Regions from separate parts of the Ovis aries genome. Here region 2 is linked to region 1. A link is a contact called in public Hi-C data. All regions are on one chromosome and are shown on one strand. The core of a region is the stretch at or near the end of the contact, and the rest is flanking DNA. Distances in the headings are between cores, read along the strand shown. Region 1 holds the start of CSF3 (colony stimulating factor 3). Region 2 holds the start of CDC6 (cell division cycle 6).

Region 1 (6,151 bases), core at 1,614-4,113:
CAGGCTGCGGGCTCCCCGCCAGGTCAGAAGCAGAGCTCAACGAGGGAGAGAAGCGCAGAGCCTGGAATTTGGGGTCTGATCCAAGCTGTCGCCCTGACTTCAGCTCCCTGGTCTGTAAAAGGCCCTTCATAATCCTATCTTTATGGGCAGCTGTGAGCACAGGAGGGGGAAGGTTTATGGAAGGTGGTAGACCGAAGCGAATACTAAATCCTCCTCGCATCAGGCCCACGTCCATCTGCGTCTGGACTGTTGAGCACCGCCAGCCCACTCTCTCCTCTCCCGGTACTGCTGACCCATCTGCTTCCTGTCCAGCCACTAGGCCGTGGCTCCTCGAGGGCAGGGACCACGCCTGCCTCATTAACTCCGCGCCCAGCACCCGGCCTGGCGTCTATGCCAAGTGGGTGTCAAGGAATGACCGTACCTCCTCTTCCCTCCCTTGGGCCTCGCCCGCCATTCAACTCCCCACCCGCAACCCCTGGCCAGGCACCAGCTGGACTCAAGAAGGAGGAAGGCCATTTACTGGAGACAAACACTTTATTATCGTGAAGTTTGGCTACAGGGAGAAAGTGGGGGCCGGGGTGGAAAGTGAACAGTTGAGTGTTTCTCTCTCACCTCGTCACACAAGCCCCCTCATCTTTCCTTTCCATGTTCCCAGTCTCACCCAGCAAGGCAGAGACACACGACCATCTGCCTAGCCCGAAAGAGAGTCAGAATCCTGACCCCAACCCCGGTGGGTTGGAGCAAGGTCATGAGCCTCATGGCGTCTATAGCGCATCCAGAAAAACAAGAGGCGTCACTGATGCCTGGGCTCCCCACACGAGGAGTCAAAATGTGCCTGAAAAAAGTCTTAAAAAGAAGAAGTTTCCCCAGCAAATTCATGGGACCCCAGGGTCAAGCATCCCACTCCAGCTGCCTCTGCTGGGCTTCATGCCCGAATGCAGGGCTGGAGCCAGGGGGCAAGGACCCAGTCGGGGAACACTGCTGTTTAAATATTAAACAGGGCTGTCTCGTCTCCCACCTGGGAGACTTCCCGATGCTTCCAAGGGCCCCGAGGAGGGCACCCTCAGGGTAGGGGTTCACTGCAGCTTTCCCCAGAACCCACAGCGGAGCCAGACCTGGAGCAGCTACAAGAAGTAATACTTGGTATTTACCAACTCCCTCCCAGTCCCAGTACACAAGACGGGGAGTTTTCCCCACATGGAGGTGGAAGGAAGGACCCAGGAGCCTGGGGCTCCTTTCTGTGCTTCCCTGTCTTTAAATATTAGATTTAAATAAGCATAAATATTAAATACAGAGATAAATACACAAGAGGGGAAGAGCTGTGCTCAGGGCTCGGCAAGGTAGCGCAGGCCACGGTATGCCAGCCCCAGGAAACGCTGCAGCTGGGAAGCAACCAGGACTCCTCCTGCTCGGCGCTGGAAGGCCGACGTGAAGGTCGGCATGGTGCCCTGGGTGGGCTGCACAGCAGGGGCCACCCCCAGGTCCTCCATCTGTGGGGGAAGATGAGGTCAGCAGTCAGGGCAAGTTGGCACAGGGAGGGAAGGCCGGGGGCTGATGGGCTGTGGAAGATCCAGGGTTCACAGTGGAGCCAGGACAAGAACCAGGTCCAGGGACTTGGCTCCGCCCTAGAGAACTCCAGGGCCCCAGGCTTGCAGCACTACCTTTGGGGACCAGCTCCCAACGAGACTCACCTGCAGCCAGATGTTGGTGGCAAAGTCGGTGACGTCCAGCTGCAGTGTGTCCAAGGTGGGAGCCAACTCTGGGGAGATGCCCGCCAGGGCCTGCAGGAGGCCCTGGTAGAGAAAGAGGCCGCCGTGCAGTTGGTCTAGGCAGCTCGTCTGGGGGGTCGGGTGGGAGAGTCAGGGGACGCCGCCTGGGATGCTCCCCTCAGGGCCCCTGCGTGGAGCCTAGAGAACTGGGGAGCCTTCCAGGTCAGCCTACCCTTCCGCCCCCTCATCTCCCTTCTCCCCTTGGGACACTCACCAGCTGCAGGGACTGGCTGGAGCAGCTGCTTAGGGGAGCCTGGGGGATGCCCAGAGAGTGCCCGAGCAGTACCAGCTCCTCCGGGTGGCACAGCTTGTGGGTGGCACACTGCGGTGGGAGGGATGCTGGGTGAGGGGCCAGCTCCTCCTCCTCCCCGAGCGCCCCCACCTCTCCACCCCCACATCTCCGCCTCCCCACCCGTCCTGCCAGGCTTCTCAGCCCCCTTCTTCCATCCAAGCTCCCAGCCGACCCTTCCCAGCACTAGAGGCTCTTCCCCCAGTTCCTCGCCAGCCGCCCTCCGGGCTGGGCCTCTCCTGATTCTCCTTTTCCCCCAGTGTCTTCTCTCACCGTGTGTCCCTTCCTGCTGCCCTTTCCCACGCTGCCCTTCAGCCCTGCTCTCTCCCTCAGCTCCCCCCCTGCGCCTCCTTCCCTCCCTGCCCTGCTACAGCATCTGTCCCCTCCCTGTCCCCACGCTGGCCTCCCTCACTCACCAGCCTCTCCTGCAGCTCGGCGCCATCAGCCTGGATTTTCCTCACTTGCTCTAAGCACTTGAGCAGGAAGCTCTGGGGCAGGGAACGGGCAGGGCCAAGGGGGGTGGCTTCGTGCACCGTCCAGAGCGCGCTGTGCCAGAGGAGCAGCTGCAGGGCTGGGAGCAGACAGGGGCTCAGGAGAAGTGCAGACCTTTCTGGAAGCCCAGGCATCCCTGCCCGCTGCCACAGCTCTCCCCTCCCAGGACCCAGACACTCACCCATCAGCTTCATGGGGCTCTGGGCAGAAGGCTCAGCCAAGGGTCTGGGTGAGGCTGTAGGTTCTGGGTTCTGTCAGGGACCAGCTCCGGGGGCCTTTATACTCAAGCCCATGGAGGCCTGGGAGGAAATTACCTGGTGCTGCGACTAACGCTTAGTAATAGCTTCCCAAGTTTTATGCAAATTTGTTGTCCAGGACAATGCAGGGGGGTTGGGACCAAAAAAAAGTGTTTGCGAAAGTTTTGTGAAATTGTGGAATCTCTGATTCTTCTTTGACGTCTTGCCCCCCTCAAACTCCCTTCCTCCCCTCAGCCCCACCCAGGTCTGAATTGCCCCAGAGTGTTTGAACTAAACCTCTGAACCAAACTGAGCTAATGATAAAAGGCCGGGAGGCTGGAGTCTGGTTGAACCTCAAGGAAGAGGCAGGCCTGGGGCCCTCCTCCGTCCCTCCCTCCCCTGGCATATCTCCTGGGTCAGCCCCATTAGCCACTCTCTCGGGATCCTTAAGCCACCTGCTCCCTAGGCCCCCAATTTGGAGAAGGAAGAAGCTAGTTTCCTCATTTCTATCCCGCCAGGTCCCAGGCGATAGAGATCGCCTCTCTGATTGCCCTCTTGAGGGGCCAGAGGCCTGAGGTAGGGACGTTGGGGTCCGGCCGCCTGTCCCCACCCCACACTCTGATGGGCATCCTCCCGGTCTCCATCCTGAACTGATTAGCTGGGAACTCCCCAATCCCCCCATGACTCATCCCTTTGCCCCCGGAATCCTGGCAGAGACCAGAGGAAACCGGATGTCTGTCCCGGATGAAGCAAGACCCTTCGAGGCTCTTGGGTCACCTGACCTTGTCCCTCCTCCTCCTCTTGCACTGACCGCCCCCCACCCCCACCCCCGGCCAGTGCCTCAGCACTTTGGAGTTGAGGGTCTGGGACAGGTGGCTTCCCTGGCGGGGTTCACTGCCAGCGGGCGAGTGTGTGCTGCCCTGAGGGGAGAAGGGCTGGGGTGAGAAAGAAGAAACCTCCTGGCCTCAAACCCAAGAACCACGCGCTGTCCAGGCTGGGAGAACTTTAGGCGTCTGTTCCAACACTGTGAACTGGGTCAGTGAATGAAGAGGCTCGCCCAAGGTCATGGATAGCAGAGTTGGAGTTATAACCCAGACCTCTGCCTCCAGTATGAGCGTTTTCCATAGGCCATGGGGCCTGCCTGGGGCAGTGTGGCCGACTGCATCTGAGACTGTCACTTTCTCTCCCAGTTAAGCCCACCAGGTGCCTTAACAGTCTTGGGAAGAGGAGTGGGTGTGTCTAACTGGTCCAGGCCATCTCTGGGGTGGGGGTGCCCTCTGGTGGTCACAGCTGGCAGGGCCAACAACCATGAATCAATTCATGTCCTGCTTCTGGTCCTGGCCACGCTGGACAGCCCTGGCCCTGCTGGACAGCCCTGGCCCTGACTCTACCTTAGGCCAGGACACTGATTAAGCCTAGTTCTATGCCCACCTTCATGGGAAGAGTGAATTTAACAGAACTGTTGGGAGTCAGGGCAAGAGTTCTCACAATCATGCCTTCTCTCCCTCGCCTTAACCTCCAGAGTGCACAGCCCACCCCAGATAATGTGTTGGGCACTCCCCGTTGTTGTTCAGTCGCTAGATCTTGTCCGACTCTTTGCAACCCCACGGACTGCAGCACACCACGCTTCCCTGTCCTCTGCAGTCTCCCGAAGCTTAAATTCTTGGGCATTGAGTCCATGATGCCATCCAACCATCTCATCCTCTGGCACCCTCTTCTCCTGCCTCCAGTGTTTTCAGCATCAGGGTCTTTTCCAGTAAGGCAGCTCTTTGCATCAGGTAGCCAAAGTATTGGAGCATCAGCATCAGTCCCCCCAATGAATATTCAGGGTTGATTTCCTTTAGGATTGACTGGTTTGATTTCCTTGCAGTCCAAGGAACACTTCCTGCACATTGGCAAATGCACTCTTTTAATAAACCTTATGACAAAATTACCAGAAAGATCTCCCCCTTTACAGAAGATGAATCTGATCTTGAAGAGGTTAAATGACGTGTCCCAAAATAGCAGAGCCAAGGTCTGCCCTGTGCCAGAGTCTTCAGCTCTTAGCTATCGAGTCTCTGCGTTCCGCCTTCCTCACCTGGGACCAGGCCAGCTCTGGACCCAAACTTTAATTTTCGCTTACAGTGCAGCTGTGTCTGATGTTTGGCTCAGAAAATGCTGATTCTAACAAGGGTGGCCGGAATGGTGAAAGGACTCAGGATGCTGATTTGAAAAAAGCAGACTTAAAAAAAAAAAAGCTTTTTTTGGTGAAGGGGCTGCTCCTTGTGGCACCTTAGTTCCCAGACCAGGGATCGAACCTGTGTCCCCTGCAGTGGCAACACAGAGTCTTAACCCCTGGACCACCAGGAAATGTCCACAAACTGGCAGTTTTGTCTGGCAAAGAGGAGAGGGTTGTTGTGTGGTTTCAGGGACCAGAAGTGGGATAGGGAGTGGAAGCCACGGCCAGCCAATTTTCAGCTCAAGAAGAGAGTGTTCTAACTACCGGAGGTGTTGAAGGATGGGGTGAGCTGCTTCCAGAGAGAGTGGGACTGTCTGGCCAGGGAGGTGTTCTGGCCTCCATCCCATACGGAGAGAATCTGGGTGAATGCTGGCTGACAATTAGAGGGCACCTCTTATATGCCAGGCACCTTCCATTACACTTTCTTCTTTCATCCTATCAACCGAGTGTGCAGAATCTCCATTATAGACAAGGGTTGGCTTCAGAGCAGGGAAAAGCCCAAGATCACAGAACAAACTGGGGGCAGGATTTGTGGCCGCCCTTCCTGAGCCCCCGTCATTCTCATTACACTGTCTTCCTATTCAGAGATGCACTTCTTGGATGACAGCTCAGCCCAGGTTTCAGCCCCGCCCGTGAGAGAATAAAGACCAGGCAGAGAGAGAGTTACTGGTTCTGATACATGTGGGCTGGGCCAGACTGAAACCGTCTCTCAAAGGGCCTGGCCCCAGAGACCCCTAGCTGTTGTTCATCCTCCCAGCTTCCTCAGGGCTTTCCTAATTATTTCTCAATAGCCAGAGCGGGTGGGTAGCTTCCACTCACACTTCCTGTTTTCATCTGGAACTGGGGCTTAGAGCACATCCCACCCCCCAACCCCTTTATTTTTGGCCACGACATGCACCGCATGGGGATCTTAGTTCCGTAACTAGGGATCAAACCTGTGCCCCAGCTGTGGATGCCCTGAGTCCTAACCACTGGACTGCCAGGGAAGCCCCAGAGTGTCTTTATACAGGCTCTGGAGTAATGCCTTTGCTGCAGACTTGGCCTGTGGGCTGAGATATGTACACCCCAAGTTGAGAGTGAGTGTTACATTTTTTGAAATGGCTGGAAAAAAAAAAGAATATTTTATCACATGTAAAAATCACAACAA
Region 2 (6,151 bases), core at 1,689-4,188, 210 kb before region 1:
GCACGATAGTTTTAAAGCCTTTTAGTTCCTTCTAGAAAAATTGCAAACAGGCAAGTTAGTTTGGCCTCGGATAAACTTCTGATGGAATGTGATGTGTCTTTGAGGGGTTAACAGCATATAAGAAAATAAGCTCCACTTTCATTTGGAAAGATTTTGACAATGAAATTTAAAATGTCTTATTTGGGAGAAAACTGCAATCCCTGAAGTACTTCCACTTTTTCTTAACCCTTAATAACCAGATGTCATTTTAGCAAGAGCATCATAATTCAGACTCTCAATGTACCTTGAGGTCTTGCAGAATTCGGCTTAAGCAGGCAGTTTTTCCAGTTCCAGGAGCACCAGAAAGATAAAGACTTCCAGCTTTTTTCCCACAGATGTGCTCCCTTAGGAAATTCCTGATGACATCCATCTCCTTTTCCCTGGCAGGCAGCTGATCCGGGACAGCTGTAGTCAGGACCTGTTTTGCTTGCTGGTAGCAAGTGCCTGTGCCAGACATGAAAGGACAATTAGACACAACAGAGGGTACCGAGAAGACCCACCGCCTTTCACTTGGAATCACCAGCCTTGGTTATGAGGCTGCACTAACAGCTGCCATGAAAGAACCAACCCTCTTGCTTGAACAGTCTCAGACATGCAGACTCTTTCTCCGGCGGACACCTCTGCTCAGAATCGGTTGTGATGTCCTGACCTTTCGGAACTGAGGAATGTATTTTGTTTTGGTGAACTCTGGTGCGTTCTCTTTTGCCAGGAGACTTAGTTGTCAGCTGATTGTCAAATACCAGTCTGCGTCCCTTTGATGTCTGTGAGCGAGGGGGACCATTCTCTTTCTTGCCTTGCTTTGGTGGAGAACAGGGAGATAAACGGGGAGTGTTGCACAGGTTGTCATCACCTGAAACATATTAAAATCCGAATGGGTCACTTATAGCAGTGGACAGTAAAAGGATTTGGAAAGATCTCTGCATCCGCCCCTCAAAAGGGGGATGGAATTTCTACCAGGGTCAGAATCACCAAAATAAAATGCCTCTCAGCCAGAAGCAAACATCGGCCACCAGATGGCACCACTGAGTCTTACTAGTTGGTGGAGGTTTTAATGGGAGGAAATTCTAGGATTGCTCTAAAACAGGGCTTTCCAACCTAGGCATCATTGATATCTTGGACCAAATAATTTTTCATTGTGGGGGACTGTCCTGTGCACTGTATCATAGTGAGCAGCACCCACTGTCAGTGGCATCCCCTCAGTTATGACAACTAAAAATGTCTCCAGATACTACCAAATCACCCCTCATTAAAAATAGATGCGCTGAATGAAACAAGAAAGGGAAAAAAGAAAACTTAAAGAAACAAGAAAGGATTATCAACCACAAGAATTGTCACCTGTTTCTCATAATTTCACAACCACTGAGGCAAGTTTCAAAATACTATATAACGAACAGTGACAGTGACAGAATCAAGCTCAGTATTAAGGAACTGAAGATCAGCCCTATGAAGTAGTTCAGAAAGTGATTTCAAAAGTAGCTTAACTCTGAAGTTCAGTAAGCAGTTAGCAACCATTCTGAAAATAACCAAAGGGAATAGAATCGTCTTAATTGTACTTAGAAAGCTGTTTCAAAGTCATCTTATCATTAAGAAAGAGGTTGAGAGCTACCGGTTAAAAAGTACTCAAACAATGGCTATCTTACCCAGACGTTTTCTGGGGCTAAGAGGCAGAATTTTTGCACAAGAAGAACGCAGGATAGCCTGGGCATTTGTCAATTCTAGTTTGGTGTCACTGGAGCTTTTAGCTTTGTCCACTGTCCGAGACGGTTTCTTTTTTGGAAAACTGATTGTAGCCTGTGACTGGGAACGGGTTCGAGGCATGATGGCAGCACAGCTGGGTACAAAAAAAGGAAGGGGACATCCAGTCAATATGTAAAAGTGAAGGAAAAATAATTAACATGGAACTTAAACCAATGATCAACACTCATTTCATAATCAGATTATGTTATGACAATATTTTAGCATTTAATTCTGGTTCATATCCAAATCTATGCAACAAGAAATACCTTGTCTACCTACTATACATAACAGGCTGTCATAAGTATTTTAGGTATTTACTAAGCTTCCCTTGTGGCTCAGCTGGTAAAGAATCCACCTGCAATGCTAGAGACCTGCATTTGATCCCTGGGTTGGGAAGATCCCCTGGAGAAGGGAAAGGCTACCCACTCCGATATTCTGGTGGAGAATTCCACGGACTGTAAGTCCATGGGGTCTCAAAAAGTCGGACACGACTGAGCGACTTTTACTTTCATTTAAGTTTTAGAACCATTTTAGAGGTAGGTACTATTATCCTTTTCTTACTGATAAGAAAACTGAGAGGCAGCGAGACCCAACATCATAGCAAAGTAAGATATAAGACCAGGTATTCTGGCTCCAGAACCCAAATTTTTAACCACTCAAGCCATGCAATAAGAAGTTGATCTTAATTGGCGCCTATAGCACTTCTAATTCTCTAGCTCCAGGCCCGGAGTAGATCATTATCACCATTTTAGCGCAGCAGCCTCCATACTTATAGGCTTCCCCAAGCCCTCAGTCCCTACTCCGTCCAACCTCGGCCCCACAGAATCCCAGACGTTCGGGGAACATCGCCCTCATATCGCACTCAGCACAACTGTCAGACCATTCCGAGGGTGCATTCCTCGCTACCCGACCCCGACCTCATCACCTTCCTGAGATCTGAGCTCTCCTCCCGCGGTCCTTGCCCCAGGCTCTCACAAACTCCGCCGCCCCCAAGGAGAGGACCCGGGCCTCCTCTCCTTTCCACCATACAGGGCTGCGTCACCTCAGTGCCGGCTCTTCCTCACGTCTCCGGCAGACAACTATAGGGACTGTCCACGACAAGCTGCTGGATAAAGCTCACACAGACAGCAGTAAAGCCCAGCCACGCTCGCGCCAAATCTGCACAGCCGCAGCTTTCCCGCCTCCCGCCAAAGCCCTGCCACGCTTCTGATTGGCTGTCGCCAGAGCGCAGCGCGCGCCTTGGAGGCAGCCCCCTCCTTCACAGCCAATCAAGCCGGAGGGTACGCAACCAATAAGAGAGCCCCAGGTCTTAGCGCCACAGTGAGGCCACGCCCACAAGTCCTTTTACATCCGGGGCCTCTGCGGAAAGACCCGCGGTTGCGCCGAGGCCGAGTGAGTCCGGCTGGCCCCGCCGCAAAGCCCGGCGGGATATGTAGTCTTTGCAGCTCGCGACTGTATTCCCACGCCCTTTTTTGGTTCTCGTGCCCTTTCTCAGTGTTGCACGTACCTATTTTTATTATCCTAATGGGCTAGACCCTGATGCTGGGAGGGATTGGGGGCAGGAGGAGAAGGGGACGACAGAGGATGAGATGGTTGGATGGCATCACCGACTCGATGGACATGAGTTTGAGTGAACTCCGGGAGTTGGTGATGGACAGGGAGGCCTGGCGTGTTCATGAGGTCGCAAACAGTCGGCCACGACTGAGCGACTGAACTGAACCGAACTGAACGGGCTAGATTTTCAGAGAGCTACTACATAATCATTTAATCAGTTCAGTCTCTCAGTCGTGTTCGACTCTGAGACCTCGCGGACTGCTGCACTCCAGGCTTCCTTGTCCATCACCAGCCCCTGGAGTTTGCTCAAACTCATGTCCATTGAGTAGGTGATGCCATCCAACCATCTGATCCTCTGTCATCCCCTTCTCCTCCTGCCTTCAATCTTTCCCAGCATTAGGGTCTTTTCCAATGAATCTGTTCGCATCCGGTGGCAAAAGTATTGGAGCTTCAGCTTCAGCATCAGTCCTTCCAGTGAATATTCAGGATTGATTTAAGATTGACAGGTTTGATCTAACTGCAGTCCAAAGGGACTCTCAAGAGTCTTCTCCAACACCACAGTTCAAAAGCATCAATTCTTCAGCACTCAGCTTTCTTTACGGGCCAACTCTCACATCCATACATGACTACTGGAAAAACCATACCTTTGACTAGATGGACCTTTGTCGGCAAAGTAATGCCTCAATGCCTACCATTATTTGGGCAATTCTGGGTGCCAGGTTTGATGCCAAGTGCTTTACTAATGCTCAACACTGCAAGGCACAAAGCAAATCCGCTGAGGGTTAGAGGTCACAAAATTTTTGGTGGCTTTGAGGGCCCAGGATCATTATTTGGTACCAAAGTCAGTTTCTTTGTAAAGCTCTGCATAAATAACACTGCACTTCATCACATTAGCCCCCTTATTTGTGTTTCAAAGATGAAGAAATAGGGCCAGGCCTTTGCTTTTATTTCGTTACAGATAAGAATATGATATTCTGTGTACCTTCCCATTACTAGTCCCATTGATCCACACAATGTGGGGGAGTGGAGAGAATTATGGCCCCTTAATTTAAAAATATTTTTTAATGGCTAAATACAAGGGTTTCAGGACCAGAGACGACCTCTATAGAAGAGGCAAGCTGAGCTTTTAATGAAAAAATATAAATTAGAGCAGCAATTTACAGACCAGCTTCCAAAGCTAATAACCCAGTTAAGCCTCAGGCGCCATTAAAAACCAAAACCCATATTCTAGGTGATGGTAAGCATTTATCTCTCATCCTTCTATATCAAATGAAATAGAGCAATAAAAGCAAGTAATAGGAAAACAACAATATTACAATCAAGTTAGTTGTAGTTGATTCATATAGGGTATAAAAGCCAATACTTATGTGTATGTCAGGCTTTGAGCTCTGGTATTTTACCTATATCACCCTATTAATTCTCATAGGAACCCCATGAAGTTGTAATTATTTCCATTTCACTAATAAGGAGACAGAAATTAGAGAGGTTGAGGAGATGTGCCCAAGATCACACAACTAGTGAGTAGAAGAATTGGAATTCGAACCCAGGAAGTCTGAAAGGAGATCAAACTCCTAACCACTTAAAACATCCAAGGAGTAATAGAAAGTCAAAGTTGCTCAGTCATGGCCAACTCTTTGAGACCTCATGGAATTCTCCAGCCCAGAATACTGAAGTGGGTAGACATTCTCTTCCCCAGGGACTCTTCCCCACCAAGGAATTGAACTCAGGTCTCCCACATTGCAGGCGGATTCTTTACCAGCTGAGCCACCAGGGAACCCAATAGACAGATGCAGATCCTATAGTAGAGAGAGGGCAAGGGAACACATTTGAGGAAGGCTTTCTAGGAGATGAACACTGTAAGAATGAAGGGTATAGGCTGCCACAAATAGAGAAAGTGTTACCATAGAATCGAGGCTTTTTTACCAGCTGGTATTTCTGATCTCTTAATAGGGCAATAGAACCTAGGAAGCAACTTCCATTCTTGATATTTATTTCTATAACCTGGGCACCTAAAAATTGTCCTTCATAACCAACGGTAACAAGTGCCCAGCGAGCTTTTAAGGGATGGTGGTGAACAACCCACCTATCTTAATTACAGAGGGAGCAGAAGAAACCATGGGTACTTAATGTGGATACTGGAACCTATGGAAGCATCCACCAGGAAATACAGCACTGGTCCAATGCCGGGGTCCAGCCCCGGTGGATCCAGGGAATTCAAAGGGTGGACAGAGTCGGCGAGGAAAAAACTTATTTATTTATTAATATAAGATTAGATTAGGGAGAAATAGTGTAGTAGGAAAATTAAGTGGAGAAAGAAGGCTGAATAACTTGGTTTACGTGGGAAGCCAATAACTTCCAGACAAGGAGCTTGCACTATCTACGTTAGGCCACCAGCGTCCTCTTGAATATTGGGGGGTGCCCCACCTTGGGCTCCTCCTCGCGTGGATCTTAAAAGCCGGGACAAGTAAGTAGACATGGTGAGCCTCCACGCCCCAGATGGGAATTCAGCCAGAAATTAGAGAGGAGACATGGAGGAAACCAGTCCAGCGACTGTCCCGTCCTCTATTGTTCAGAAGGCCTTTTATACTTTTTGATAATACATGGAGATCAATGGGTAACACAAAGTTATGCAGCGTTAGCAGCCCAGCTTCTTATCAAAACCAGGCGTTTCTCTCTGCATACCTAGTTGTATACACAAATCTTAGGTAATTTACATCATCTTCCAGCCAAAAGGGCCAATTAACATTTTACAGCCTTTTTTCTGATAAGGGTTTGTCAACCAGAAGACTTATTTGTGTTGATCTTCCCAAAGTCTGGTGCC

What was found. A called contact is a pair of places that touch in the nucleus more often than the background predicts.
Region 2: a contact with region 1 is called in a Hi-C map of hypothalamus, with 4 times the contacts expected there. The contact joins the promoter of CDC6 here to the promoter of CSF3 in region 1. A contact is called at or near these places in 6 of 16 Hi-C or Micro-C datasets (blood, hypothalamus, liver and 3 more).

Annotation. Positions count from the first base shown.
Region 1 is chr11:40,077,948-40,084,098 of ARS-UI_Ramb_v3.0, reverse strand. CSF3 (colony stimulating factor 3) reads right to left here and starts at 2,863. Exons shown (of 5, transcript XM_042256712.2): 1 at 2,732-2,863; 2 at 2,475-2,629; 3 at 1,984-2,091; 4 at 1,692-1,793; 5 at 516-1,490. The coding sequence starts at 2,744. The coding sequence ends at 1,326.
Region 2 is chr11:40,283,624-40,289,774 of ARS-UI_Ramb_v3.0, reverse strand. It overlaps CDC6 (cell division cycle 6), which reads right to left and starts at 2,938. Exons shown (of 12, transcript XM_060395597.1): 1 at 2,702-2,938; 2 at 1,680-1,870; 3 at 608-889; 4 at 284-483; 5 at 1-28. The coding sequence starts at 1,857.